4 separate regions of the Mus musculus genome follow, and all the other regions are linked to region 1. The links are chromatin contacts, called in public HiCAR-type and HiChIP or PLAC-seq maps. All regions are on one chromosome and are shown on one strand. The core of a region is the stretch at or near the end of the contact, and the rest is flanking DNA. Distances in the headings are between cores, read along the strand shown. Region 1 overlaps Lncenc1 (long non-coding RNA, embryonic stem cells expressed 1). Region 2 has its middle 19 kb from the start of Gm41031. Region 3 overlaps Gm41031 (a long non-coding RNA gene). Region 4 has its middle 16 kb from the start of Enc1.

Region 1 (3,122 bases), core at 330-2,829:
AAAAGAAAGATGAGAAAAAAAAAGCAAAAAGAAAGGAGACAGAGAGAGAGAGCACACTCGTGCTCAGCACAGAATAGGGAATAATACAGTGAATGACTAAGCAAAGAGGTAGGTGGGCAGAAAATACAGATCACGTTTGGAAGTGGAGAATCATGCAGTGCCTTAAGCACTGCCTTCAGGGGTGAAGCCATGTGTTCATCCCGGAAGGCAGGTGGATTATAGGGTCCTGTGTTTCCCAGAATGGCAAGTTGAAGCTGAAACTTCTCAGAATAACAAAGGGGAGTCACTGGGGAATTTAGGGGTTCTAGGACCTCTCTCAGGCCCTGAAGGAGCTGGAAAGATAGCTCGACCATTAAAATCACTGGGATCCAAAAGACCTGGGTTCAATTCCCAGAACCCACATGAAGGCTCACAAGCATCTGTAACTAACTCCACTTCCAGAGGATCCAATACCCTCTTCTGGGATTCATGGGCACCAAGCACATACCAGCTACACAGACAAAACATTCATTCACATAAAATAAACTAGTACTTTTTTAGAAAGAGATACTTGTCAGGCCAACAGAAACATGAAATACAGAGGGAAAGTTTGGGAGTTCCCAAAGCCAGCAACCACACAGTACACAGTAGCAGGTGGGAAGGCTTAAGCCAGAGTGGAGTGGTAAAGTGGGAGAAAATACACACAGACAAGACACTTTTGGACCGATCTGGCGATTGACGTATGGAGATTGAGCTGTGCACAGTGATACTGATGCTGGTGCACAGTGATGCTGATGCTGGTACACAGTGATACTGATGCTGGTGCACAGTGATGCTGATGCTGGTACACAGTCATGCTGATGCTGGTGCACAGTGATGCTGATGCTGGTGCACAGTGATGCTGATGCTGATACACAGTGATGCTGATGCTGGTGCACAGTGATGCTGATGCTGGTGCACAGTGATGCTGATGCTGATACACAGTGATGCTGATGCTGGTACACAGTGATGCTGATGCTGGTACACAGTGATGCTGATGCTGGTGCACAGTGATGCTGATGCTGGTACACAGTGATGCTGATGCTGGTGCACAGTGATGCTGATGCTGATACACAGTGATGCTGATGCTGGTGCACAGTGATGCTGATGCTGGTGCACAGTGATGCTGATGCTGATACACAGTGATGCTGATGCTGGTGCACAGTGATGCTGATGCTGGTGCACAGTGATACTGATGTTGGTGGTGACACTAGCACGCATGCAGGCAAGGTTCAGTGTCTAGAGTGAACTGTTGATCTAACCAGTGGCAGCATGAAGAGGTTGCAGATTGGCAGGCCTTTGTGTAGAGGTTCCCTCTGTCACACCACACAGATTTAGGACTGAAACTCAAAACCCATACAAAAACAATATTGAAATCACCAAAATGTAAAAAGGAGTCCCACTCGATGATGGCTAAAGGTGGTTTCAGCATGGAACCCTGAAGCAGAGCAGGAAAGGTCACACCCAGCAAAGAACAGGATGGCCCTGGCCCTTCCCCATTGTCCTCCCAGGTAAGAGCCAACAAAAAAGCTCTACTGTAGAAAAACACCAGTCACTTGGAATCCACACTTCCCTAGGCCCTAGGATCCAGAGAGAACTGGTACACAGCAAACCACAGGGGGAGAGATCACCGTACTCAAGAGAAATACTTTGATATGCAAATGATCAAGGAGAAAGACAGCTTTGAAGTGATTTACAGCTCCTAGTAATGAGAAAATACTATGAGATGATTTTATATCTTCAATAGAAGCTAAAAATGAGGTTCCTTTATGAAAGGACAGCAGAAAGCCAAAATACTAAAAGATCACCATGACCTAAGAGGCCAATGTCTGATAATTGTTGCAATCATGTCCTTAAGTTCTATGGATCCTGCTTCTGACAGTAGCTTAGAATGGTCCATCAGGGGAGCCTCTTTTCTTCATCTCAGATTCTCATCCCCTGCCTATAAAGATGTTCTTCATGTCATTTACCTATACCGACGAAACAGTGATCTAAAGACACCCTTTACCACAGGACGCTGGCCTGGTTATAACATCTACATTATCTTCTGTCCATAATCTCCAGATCCATGAGCCCAGCGCTGCTCTAGAAGGTCTGTGAGCGAGCTCAGCAAGTCTTTCTTTTGTCCTTAAGGTGCTTCAGTTCCAAGTCTGGTCAGGCTTCTGGAAGGTTCGAATGTTAAAAAAAAAGGGATCAGAGCAGTGGTTCTCAACCTTCCTAACACCACAGCCCTTTAATACAGTCCCTCATGTCGTGGTGACCCACCCCACACCCAACCACAAGATGATTTCATTGCTCCTTCATAACTAATGTTGCTACAGTTTTTTAATTATAATGAAAATATCTGATATACAAGATATCTGACACATCAAGGGTCGTGACCCACAGGTTATGAACTGCCGAGTTAAAATAACATATATGTGTTTTTGGGGGCAGGTCACAGATAAACCAAAAGAGACAGGGAAGTGCTTTTGTGTTATCCCGGTGGAAGGGACCACAGTGGAAGAGTGAACTAGGGGAAGGAAGTCCCTGATGCACAACCATGAAATCCTGCGCAGTTCCTTGAAAAGTCATGAGCTGGTGATATTAAACGGTAAACAGATGGCCACTCGTCCAGAAGGAGACAAAACCAGAAAGCTATTTTTGTTCTTTAAGCCTGAACTAAAGTGAAAGACCAACTGGATAGCCTTTAAGGCAAAGCGCTTATGTAACTTTTGGTCCACACTGAGCACTTTTAAGAGAAAGCCTCCCGATTTAACTATGAGGACGTGTTCACCCCACACTAGGGACCCTTCTAACACTTAGGCAACTAATGTAAAAGGTACTATCCACAAACCTTTAAGTATTAAATCACGGCTCAAAGGCTGACCTCTTCCAACACCTGTGCTTAGATGGCTTCATGACTGACTGAAATAGTCGGGCTTCCTGGCACATGGCAACCTTTCCATGAATGGTTGGGGAGCGAGAGGAGGAAAGGCTGAATTTCCCAATAATCGGTCCTTGGAAAAAATGCTCGCTGGCAGCCTTCGCGGCACGTGGCACTGGCACCACAGCACCACTTTAGCTGTAGTGAGCATACCTAGATGATTGCAGCTTGCATATTT
Region 2 (3,122 bases), core at 420-2,919, 350 kb before region 1:
GAACCACAGACATTTATTCATACAGTTCTAGAGGCTGGGAAACCTAAGACAAAGAGATCAACAAAGTTGGTGTCTAGTGAGGGCAGAATTCTCATAGATTGAATCTTCTTTTGTGGTGTGAGGTGCTAATGCGATCCTACAAATTTCTCTTAGGACAATAATTCTACTAGTGAGGGTAGGATATATCACCTTCCAAGAGGCACAAATCTCAATTCTGTTGAATAGAAAATCAATGTCAACAAATGGATTTTGAGGTGGAACAGTACTCAGACCATAGCACTCATAGAAGAGAGAAGGGCACAGGGTGGAGTGGTGGGAGGCATGGGACCTGCAGCAGAGGAATGTGGCTTGGAGTCTCTGGCCTGCCACTCATGGGTGGCCTTGAGCAGATGGTTTTAGTTCTCCAATATTCAGATTTTTTTTTTAAAATCTAAATGTTGATAGTGTAGAGGTTATAGGTGACATGATATCTACAAAAGCACTTAGCACAACAGCTCATACGGAGCCAAGGATTAATAAATAGATTTTTGAACATTATTATTATGAGGCTTAGCAATTCTAAAACAACAAAGCAAAGGACGTTTACAGAAGTTCAAAGAATGGTTGGTAAATGTCATGAAGGGGAGATCTGCAATTGGCATGGAAAGACAGCTGAGGATCACGGTTCTGAGAAGTCAGAAGGTTGGAGGAAGTCTAGGGAGGACAAGAACCAAGCTCAGGGGACAGGCAGGGACACCAGGCTGGGCAGGCTGATGTGAAAGATTTCCTGGAATAATGCTGACAGTCATAAGGAAAGCGTGAACAAGGCTCCTACTGTGGAGAGGGCGAGTGCTCTCTTCAGTAATAGGATGAGACAAGAAAGGATGCTTTAAAAATTAGTAACCAACGTTCTAAGACAAATTGCAAAATAAGTGCAAGCAATCAGAGGCCACAGGTCAGCATTGCTGCAGATGGGCCCGCTGATATGCCCCTGGTGGAAGGCAGCTTGGCTTTCCGGAGAGCACTTTGATTGCAATTGATAACAATCATTAATTTCTCTTCAAAGTACTGATCCTGGAGCACATTCATTTATAATCAAAGAGGCATAAAGAATTATGTGCATTAAACAACCCCAAACACTTGGATACAACTCAAATGTTCACTGATGATGGAATTCTGGAATATTCTAAGCACCAATACGCCCATATTGTGGGTTTTTTTTTTCAGCATTTCAATATACTGAGGTAAATTTACATGGCTGATGTGGTACTATATGTAAAAGAAGTTGGTTGGTGAGAAGTTGAGAGTTGGCAAAAGTTGTAACAGTAAATTTGAGAACTCTATGTGTGTTTCCTAATGCACAGCAAAAGATCAGGAAGAAGACAAATCTAACTTTTCATGGTTGTCTCTGGAAAGAGGGAAATGGGGAGGAAGGTGTTCATACCTGGTAGGAAATAGGCCCAAACCATGAATAAAATATTTTCAAAGGAGACATTCAAATTATTAGAAGGAAAAAAAAAAAAAAAAGACCCACCAGTTAAAAGAAATGGAAACACATAACACATACAAATTTTTTACTTGCTAGACTGAATAGATTTTTCTTTTAAACAAAGACAGCGATGCCTGTATTGGGTCGAAGTTAGTACTTGTTAGCACAGTCTGGAGGAGGGTGTTTTAAGGAACAATTTGCAGCAAGCATCACACCCTGCCTCAGCAAATTTACTCTCAGGAATATCTCCTAAGGAAATGTGCCAGCTTAGTCCTCTCTCACCCACTTCAACGGTGCTTACAGTGGGAAAACAATACAATACAGAAGAACCCCAAAGAAACCAAAGTAGCAGCCCAAACCCACAAGCAAACGCCCAGCCCTGCTCTAGAAGTCTGTTTGAAAGGATGGTAGAGGCACACACAGATGCCAAGCAGCCATTCAGAAGGGTGGGGTGCTCCGCTTACTGACCTGGAAGCACACCAGCAAACGCATTCGAGGAGAAAGATACTGGAGAACAACCACAACGAACGCTCTGTTTTGAAGATACCTGTGTAGATAAGAGGAGTTCTGGGAGCTTGACCGCCAAGTGATGTGTCTAGGTTCCTTCATTCTGCTCGCTTTTATTTGCTCAGTCTTCTAGATCAAACACGGGTCACTAGGAGAAATAAACTGAATGCTCTAAAATGTTGAGAGAATTCATCGTAGGAGCAATAGACGAAGGTTACTTCCAGTTTTGCCATGATCCGGAGAGAGTGAAGATGACTTAGATCCACTCAGGGTGTCTATGTCTCACTGCGTATTAGAAGCATCTAGGCTGGCACCAAAATACAGAGGAGACCTTTCTGGGCAGGGTGTTTGTTGGTGCTGGTCTATTGTATCTGCTGGCACGTGGCAGATACACTGAACACTGGTAACCAGACATGGGCTCAGCACTCTAGGGACCAGAGTGGACTGTGGAGAGAAAGCTGTTTGGGGTTCAGATTGTGTTTCAAGAGTGAGATTTCTAAAAACAAACAAAAAATGAGAACAGTTTAACATTCTGTCCTACTTACCATGAACTCAAAACCTGACATACCCTGTAATCATCTGAAAAAGAGTCTCAGTTGAGTAACCATCTTTTATCAGATTCGTCTGTGGGCCTGTCTGTGAGGGATTGTCCTGAGTGTCTTAATTGACAGAGGGGGGCGCCCACCCACTGTGAGTCATCGTGGTCTTTCCCCTCCACGGTGGTCCAGCCAGGGCTGTGTAAGAAAGCTGGTCAAGAATGAGCCAGGATGTCAGACAACAGGTAGTGTTTCTCCATTTTTTTCTGATCTAGATTCTTGCCTTGAGTTCCTGTTCTAACTTCCTTGGTGATGACCTATGTCCTCTCCTCTCCAAGTCACTTCTGCTCGGAGTATTCTATCACAGCAATAGAAAGGAAACTAAATACAGTCCCATGGAGTTGACTTTGGTGAGCTTTCCTTCAGCATGTATAGCTCTCAAGCCCAAAGTGCTTCGCTGAGCAGGAGAATGATGGCGTCTGTGGCTACATTGCTCAAATGGAGGCACTTCTAGCATATTCTGAATGCTGAGATGCTACAGGAGAAAGCAACCCATCTCCTCAAAGCCCCAGGGGTGAGTTAGTGCTTGGGAGCACTGCCTAGGCAGCCAG
Region 3 (3,122 bases), core at 158-2,657, 330 kb before region 1:
CTAATATTAGCTCTCAATCACACATTATACAACACCCAGTAAATACTTGTATGTGTGTATATGTGTGTGTGTCATATGTGTCTGTGGGGTATGTGTGTGTATGTGTGTGGTGTGTGTCTGTGTGGTGTGAGTGTGAGTGCCTGTAGGTTATGAAATGCCACAAAAGGTAAAGGAGGCTGCATAGAGATCAAGGAGAGGAGTTTTCGAAGTGGAGGCAATAAGATCAGAACTTCAAGGTCATCATCTGCTACGTAACTTTAGAAACCAGTCTGGGATATAGGAAACCGCATCTCAGAAACAAATAAACAACAACAACAACAACAACCCTCCAAAGAGGCCCAAGAGACAGATTCAGGATGGTAGACGAATTCCCCCAGGAATAAAACATGCACCTTGCCAGGGTCACTGATACAGAGTCCAGCCAGAGCCTGAGGCTCATACTTTGAGCCAAGTCTCAGGGTCAAATCGAGCTGCTGAAGTGAGGCATAGGACTGTGAAGGCCACAGAAATGAAGAGCAGAGACAGGGTCAGAAATTCAAAGATGCCTTGGGGACCAAGCTGAGCTGAAGGCCCTGTGATTATCAGCTCTCTGCCTGTCCATTGTTTGATGTACACACCAGGTGATAGGATGAGAGCTTCTGGAAGGCACTTGAGAAAAATGAAAAAATCATACTGGGGAGGCTAGATTTAAGAGCTTATAGGTCATACCAGATTGAGGAAAGGGTATAATGCCCTTGCCTATAGCAACCTCTCGCCTAACGTGTGTGTGTGTGTGTGTGTGTGTGTGTGTGTGTGTGTGTGTGTGTGTGTGTGTGAGAGAGAGAGAGAGAGAGAGAGAGAGAGTGTGTGTGTGTGTGTGTGTGTGTGTGTGTGTGTGTTTGTGAAGAACCCGGGACTCCCCAGCTTGAATCCATTTTCCACCAGTGATCTGGCCTACTCAGCGCACGTCGGACCATTGGCTCACCTGTCTGAATCTGTCTCTGACCACTGTTTCTGGCTCCTTGTTGTGGTTGGCTCTGGGCTAAGTACTCAGGTGGCTTCTTGTGAACCAATCCCTTAATGAACAAAGGAGCCAATCACTGGGTGAGTAGGCGGGACTTCGAGGTTGGACAAAGGAAGAGAGGAAGCAGGGGAGAGTTAGGTCCTTTTTGGGATGGGACAGCAGAGAGGTAAGATGTAGCTGCTAGAGTTTCCCAGTAACATGGCAGATCCGCAAAGATTCGCCCCTAGAAGAATCAGATTTTAATAAGGTTTACAAAATTAGGTTTTAGTTGTCGTGCCCAGAGATTGAGTTACCATCGTTTCTGAGCTGAGTTTGTGTTGCGTTTTCCTTCACGTGGCAGCTCATCTGGGGTCAAGAGAGAAAGGTACAGCATCCAAGCATGGGTTTGCCAGATGTGTACCACAAAGGCCGTGGGGGATTTGAAACAGGGTTAGCATGGTAGCAACCTCCAGTGGGAACCTAGAGAGCTGGGTGGAGAGATTGTGGAGTTCTGAGTCAGTCTCCACGAGATAAAAACAGGTGGCCACTGCCCCGACAGTTCATGGCCTGTTTGGCTGCCAGGGCAGAGGCACAAGTGCGGGAACGTGCTGGGTCGGTTTTTTTTTTTTTTCCATTTTTTATTAGGTATTTAGCTCATTCACATTTCCAATGCTATACCAAAAGTCCCCCATACCCACCCATCCCCACTCCCCTACCCACCCACTCCCCCTTTTTGGCCCTGGTGTTCCCCTGTACTGGGGCATATAAAGTTTGCATGTCCAATGGGCCTCTCTTTCCAGTGATGGCCGACTAGGCCATCTTTTGATACATACGCAGCTAGAGTCAAGAGCTCCGGGGTACTGGTTAGTTCATAATGTTGTTCCACCTATAGGGTTGCAGATCCCTTTAGCTATTAAAAAGAATGAATTTATGAAATTCCTAGCCAAATGGATGGACCTGGAGGGCATCATCCTGAGTGAGGTAACACATTCACAAAGGAACTCACACAATATGTACTCACTGATAAGTGGATATTAGCCCCAAACCTAGTATACCCAAGATATAAGAATCAATTTGCTAAACACATGAAACTCAAGAAGAATGAAGACTGAAGTGTGGACACTATGCCCCTCCTTAGAATTGGGAACAAAACACCCATGGAAGGAGTTACAGAGACAAAGTTTGGAGCTGAGATGAAAGGATGGACCATGTAGAGACTGCCATATCCAGGGATCCACCCCATAATCAGCATCCAAACGCTGACACCATTGCATACACTAGCAAGATTTTATCGAAAGGGTCGTTTTTTAAAAATATTTTCCGAAACAGCTCCTGATCCGGGTGTGGTTTTTCTCAGCCTGGCTCAGTTTTGTTCACTCTCGAATCTGCTGCTTTTCTCCTAAACCTGGACGCCAGCAGTTTTCACTGGCAGCTCAGTCCCAGCTTGGCCTTGGCCTTTTTCTTCATGGACTCTTTCTCAACCCACTTTTGTAGACTGAGCTCTGCCGCACCTGGCTTAACTTGTATTCATTCTGTAACACACATACACACATAGATGCACACATACCACACACACACACACGTCCATACACATGCATACACACACAGCACATACACACCACACCATGCCATACACTTACATACACAAACCACATACCACAACACACACACACACACACACACACACACACACACGAATGCACAAATTGATTGATTTGCTATGTGCTATATACTATTTGATGTGAGAGTTTGTATTAATAATTAAGGTTAGGATGGAAAAGTCTGCATTCCTCACCCAAGCCACCAAGGCAGGAGGGTTTTGTGACACATTGTTGTTAGTAAATCTGCCAAACTTTGTGATTTTATTGTTCATCAAATCCTGACACTGCAGACAGACACACACATACACACACCTCTGTGTTTTTGGCACATTGTATTCAAGGGTGTGTGTATGTTCACATATAATTATAAACTCTAGATATTCCCAAGTATTATGCTTCTTCTTAATACAATGAACCTTTTAAAATTGTCTTCTGTAGATTGAACTATGTATTACATTTATGATGAGGAATGATATTAAATAGATTGGTCACACACTCTCGAAAATGTTGCAAAATGACAAATAAATGTTTCCATTGTC
Region 4 (3,122 bases), core at 270-2,769, 270 kb after region 1:
CTGAAATAAGGAAGGAAGGAAAATAGTATTTGATCAAATATACTTCACTCTAAGGTTCACATGTTGTCTTTTCCAATTAGGACCTACCAGGGGTAGATAGGCTAAGAGTTCGGGGGTTAAGGCTGATGACTGACAGTTAGTGAATAAAGAGGACATGTATTTGAAAAGAAGCAAGAAGCAGTAGATGACAGGGTTTCAGAGGAGAGAAAGGGGAGAGCAATTGTATTATAATCTCATAAGCAAGAGAAATTATTAAAAACCAAAGAAAGTGCTTGCTGAGCCACCTTGAGGACCAGTGTTTAGACCCCACATAACAAGCTGAGAGTCCTACTAAGAACTGTGATCCAATACCCTCCTCTGGCCTCCCATACTATGATGAGCTCATACACTCTCTGTCTCTGTCTCTGTCTCTCTCTGTGTCTCTCTTTCTCTGTCTGTCTCTCTCTCTCTCTGTCTGTCTGTCTCTCTCTCTGTCTCTTTCTCTGTCTCTCTTCTCTCTTTTTCTGTACCTCTCTCTATTTCTCTCATACATACACAAATAAATAAATAATTTAAAAAAGGAACTACTACTCACATCTGTGCCCAACTAATGTGATATTGTACTGAATTATTCATTTTAATGCTTCCTAAGGCTGGCGAGATGGCTCAGCTGGTAAAGACTATTGCCACTAAGCCTGACCAGGTTCGACCCCTACCAGCTCCCAAGGGGTGGCCTCTAACTTACAGCATGGCACACACACAAAATAAATAAGTGTGATTAAAAATATAGCTTCCTAAATCTCTTCTACGTGTACTTAGTCAGCATGTTATTGTCCTAATGGGTAATTGTTTTAACTCCATTAAAATAATGACTCTCATTTGTATTATTTTTCACATGTACAATATCATTTAGTCTCAAAAAAAATGCAAACGTCTCAAAATGATCTCCATTTATGGATAAGAACACCAGTGTTTAGAAAGATCTGGTTATGTGCCTGAGGTCTCTCAGCTGTCAACAGCAAATCCGAGACTCCAGCTGAAGTTACCTGTTACATAAATATTCTAATTAAAAAAGGAAACCAGGGCATTTTGAAAAATTCTTCAAGGAAAAGAAAATATTCCGAGTAACCTAGAAAAGGCTATCCAATGGCTACTTCATCAATCACGGCAAGGACACTTAACAGGAAGGAAACCTGAGGAGAGTGGGGCCACCTTGGGGCTGGTCTAAGCAGATCCAAAAGAAACACGCACTCAGCTCCTTAAAACCCCACAGCTTAACCGAAGCGGCCTCCCGGGAAGCAGCACAAGGAGAGGCGCGCGCATAGCATCTTCCATCTTCCCCCGCGCTGGTGCTACTGGCCAACCGCACGCCACCTTCCGCCTTCATTGCTTCCCTTGGTCACTGCATAAACCTTCCTACTACGAATTGAATCGTTTTAGTCTTTCAGCTGCGCCTGAGCAGTTACTTCTGTCAACACAGGGATAGGAGGCAGAACAGACTTTCAAGGTTGAAAATTAAAATAAAGCGAGTGGGTGTGCATGCATACGTGAGTGCTTGCGGGCTTTTGTTGTTCCTGTCTCAGTCTCATGAACTAACTAGTCACTCCTCCCCCTGAGGACCTGTGTAGAGACCCTCATCATCACCTCTGGCCACGTTGTTATCTTTGTTGGCTCTATATACCAAACACTCTGGTCTGGAGACCTGCGTTCACACTTTCCAAAAATCACATGATCAGGCTCTCTCTCTCTCTCCCTCCCTCCCTCCCTCTCCCTGCCCCCCCCCCCACCACCACGCACAAGTCTCTCCTTCAATGTCTAGACTCTAAGCTAACAAGTCCCCTCCTCCTGCCTCACTCTGCCTCATTTTTCTCCAGAACTCCACCTCGTGAGTAGAGTCCTGATACTCCAGCCTCCATCTCCCAAGTGCTAGGATTACAAGACTGTGTCACCATTTCAGCTTTACTTAGTGCTGGGTATCAACCCCAGGGCTTTGTGCATTCTAAGCAAGCCCTCTAAGGACTCGGCTACATCCACATCCTTTCCCTCGGTCACATTTTGTAACAAATCCCTGATACTTTGTAACGAACCTCTGTACTCTATACTCTTCTTTGACTGCTCACTATTAACTCGGCCTCCCAGGTTGTCAGGCGTCCTTTGTCCCCAGCCTCCCCCTTTGCTGTGTGTACAAAGTCCAGGCTTTCCTGTTCAGTTTCAAATTGAGCAACATAGTCTCTGACTCCGATACACTGGTGTTCCCCAAACCTCCAAGGCAGGTGTTCACACATCTGGACGATGGCAGATAATTGACTTCCAGAGATGTCAGCTGTCTTTAGGCCCAGAATAAGGGGCTCCAGAACCTTTGGCTGGGGAACATTCTAGTGTCTGTGAGCTGAGCACCACAGCACCGGGGACTTTATCAGACGTAGCTGGACGCATCCTAGGGACACGTCTGGAAATAAGGAGAATGAAGACCAAGGCACCTGAATTTGAAGACCAGCACCCTCTGGCAAATTGCCAGCTCCCAGAGGTCTCTGATGCTTCTCAGTGAGCACTCTCCTGGAGGACCACCAACCGTGTCAATTAGGAAAGGAGCCTGTGCAGTTAGGAAGTTGATGTTGTTCAGAGAGAGGCCTGGCCCTTGCCCTTAGCTTCTGTCTTCATTTAGAGGCAGTGCCCAGACCCACCACAGTGCAAAGTGGGAGCTTCCCGGTGAGAAAGACCGACCAAGTGATTTACGGTGGGGGCTTTAGCATCACATCTGGGTCATCCTGGATGCTGAAATGGACCAGATCCACATTCGATCAAGCCTGTAAAATGGGGTCCTGATAAAACCTCTGAACACCAAGGTTTAGGTGAGTTTTCCTGTCTGATAATAGTCCTGTGTACTGTCAGACAGTACACAGTGTCACACAGCGCATCAGCGACAGAAAGATGTGGACTGAGTATGGTAAACATTTGCTTCAGAGCCTTCCAGTCTCTGCCCAATGCAGCTCCTCTCCTCTGGCTGGCTGTGTCTTTATGGCTGAGGGTAACAGCTTTGGGTGGGTATCTGACGGTCCAGCTGACTAATAAATTGAGGGTAGACCCCAAGCTTGGCACCAGAAGTGAGAGAACTCTCAGGTGCCACGCCCTCTGAGCTTACC

Evidence for each region. HiCAR-type assays count read pairs that join an accessible place to other places. HiChIP or PLAC-seq counts read pairs in DNA pulled down with a chosen protein or histone mark.
Region 2: a contact with region 1 is called in a HiCAR-type map of embryonic stem cells, with 3 times the contacts expected there. The contact joins two enhancer-like sites. A contact is called at or near these places in 6 of 115 datasets of contacts at active chromatin or transcription factors (embryonic stem cells, extraembryonic endoderm stem cells and fibro-adipogenic progenitors) and 1 of 9 other capture datasets (embryonic stem cells).
Region 3: a contact with region 1 is called in a HiCAR-type map of embryonic stem cells, with 2.8 times the contacts expected there. The contact joins two enhancer-like sites. A contact is called at or near these places in 3 of 115 datasets of contacts at active chromatin or transcription factors (all in embryonic stem cells) and 1 of 9 other capture datasets (embryonic stem cells).
Region 4: a contact with region 1 is called in an H3K4me3 HiChIP or PLAC-seq map of embryonic stem cells, with 18 read pairs. The contact joins two enhancer-like sites. A contact is called at or near these places in 2 of 15 datasets of contacts at CTCF or cohesin (both in embryonic stem cells), 34 of 484 Hi-C or Micro-C datasets (beige adipocytes, differentiating embryonic stem cells, embryonic stem cells and 1 more), 22 of 115 datasets of contacts at active chromatin or transcription factors (astrocytes, craniofacial prominence, embryonic basal ganglia and 8 more) and 1 of 9 other capture datasets (embryonic stem cells).

The regions. Positions count from the first base shown.
Region 1 is chr13:97,493,463-97,496,584 of GRCm38.p6, reverse strand. It overlaps Lncenc1 (long non-coding RNA, embryonic stem cells expressed 1), which reads right to left. Exons shown (of 2, transcript NR_110432.1): 2 at 1-2,180. Among named protein-coding and RNA genes, the nearest start is that of Gm41030, 32 kb to the left of the region's middle. Within about 2 kb of position 1,579, at least 6 of the 459 cell types and tissues checked have an H3K27ac peak or open chromatin away from gene starts, as enhancers often do. A contact at or near this core is called in embryonic stem cells, where this site is marked.
Region 2 is chr13:97,843,953-97,847,074 of GRCm38.p6, reverse strand. No RefSeq gene overlaps it. Among named protein-coding and RNA genes, the nearest start is that of Gm41031, 19 kb to the right of the region's middle. Within about 2 kb of position 1,669, at least 6 of the 459 cell types and tissues checked have an H3K27ac peak or open chromatin away from gene starts, as enhancers often do. A contact at or near this core is called in embryonic stem cells, where this site is marked.
Region 3 is chr13:97,818,551-97,821,672 of GRCm38.p6, reverse strand. All of the region lies in intron 1 of Gm41031 (a long non-coding RNA gene), which reads left to right. Among named protein-coding and RNA genes, the nearest start is that of Gm41031, 5.9 kb to the left of the region's middle. Within about 2 kb of position 1,407, at least 10 of the 459 cell types and tissues checked have an H3K27ac peak or open chromatin away from gene starts, as enhancers often do. A contact at or near this core is called in embryonic stem cells, where this site is marked.
Region 4 is chr13:97,223,523-97,226,644 of GRCm38.p6, reverse strand. No RefSeq gene overlaps it. Among named protein-coding and RNA genes, the nearest start is that of Enc1, 16 kb to the left of the region's middle. Within about 2 kb of position 1,519, at least 20 of the 459 cell types and tissues checked have an H3K27ac peak or open chromatin away from gene starts, as enhancers often do. A contact at or near this core is called in embryonic stem cells, where this site is marked.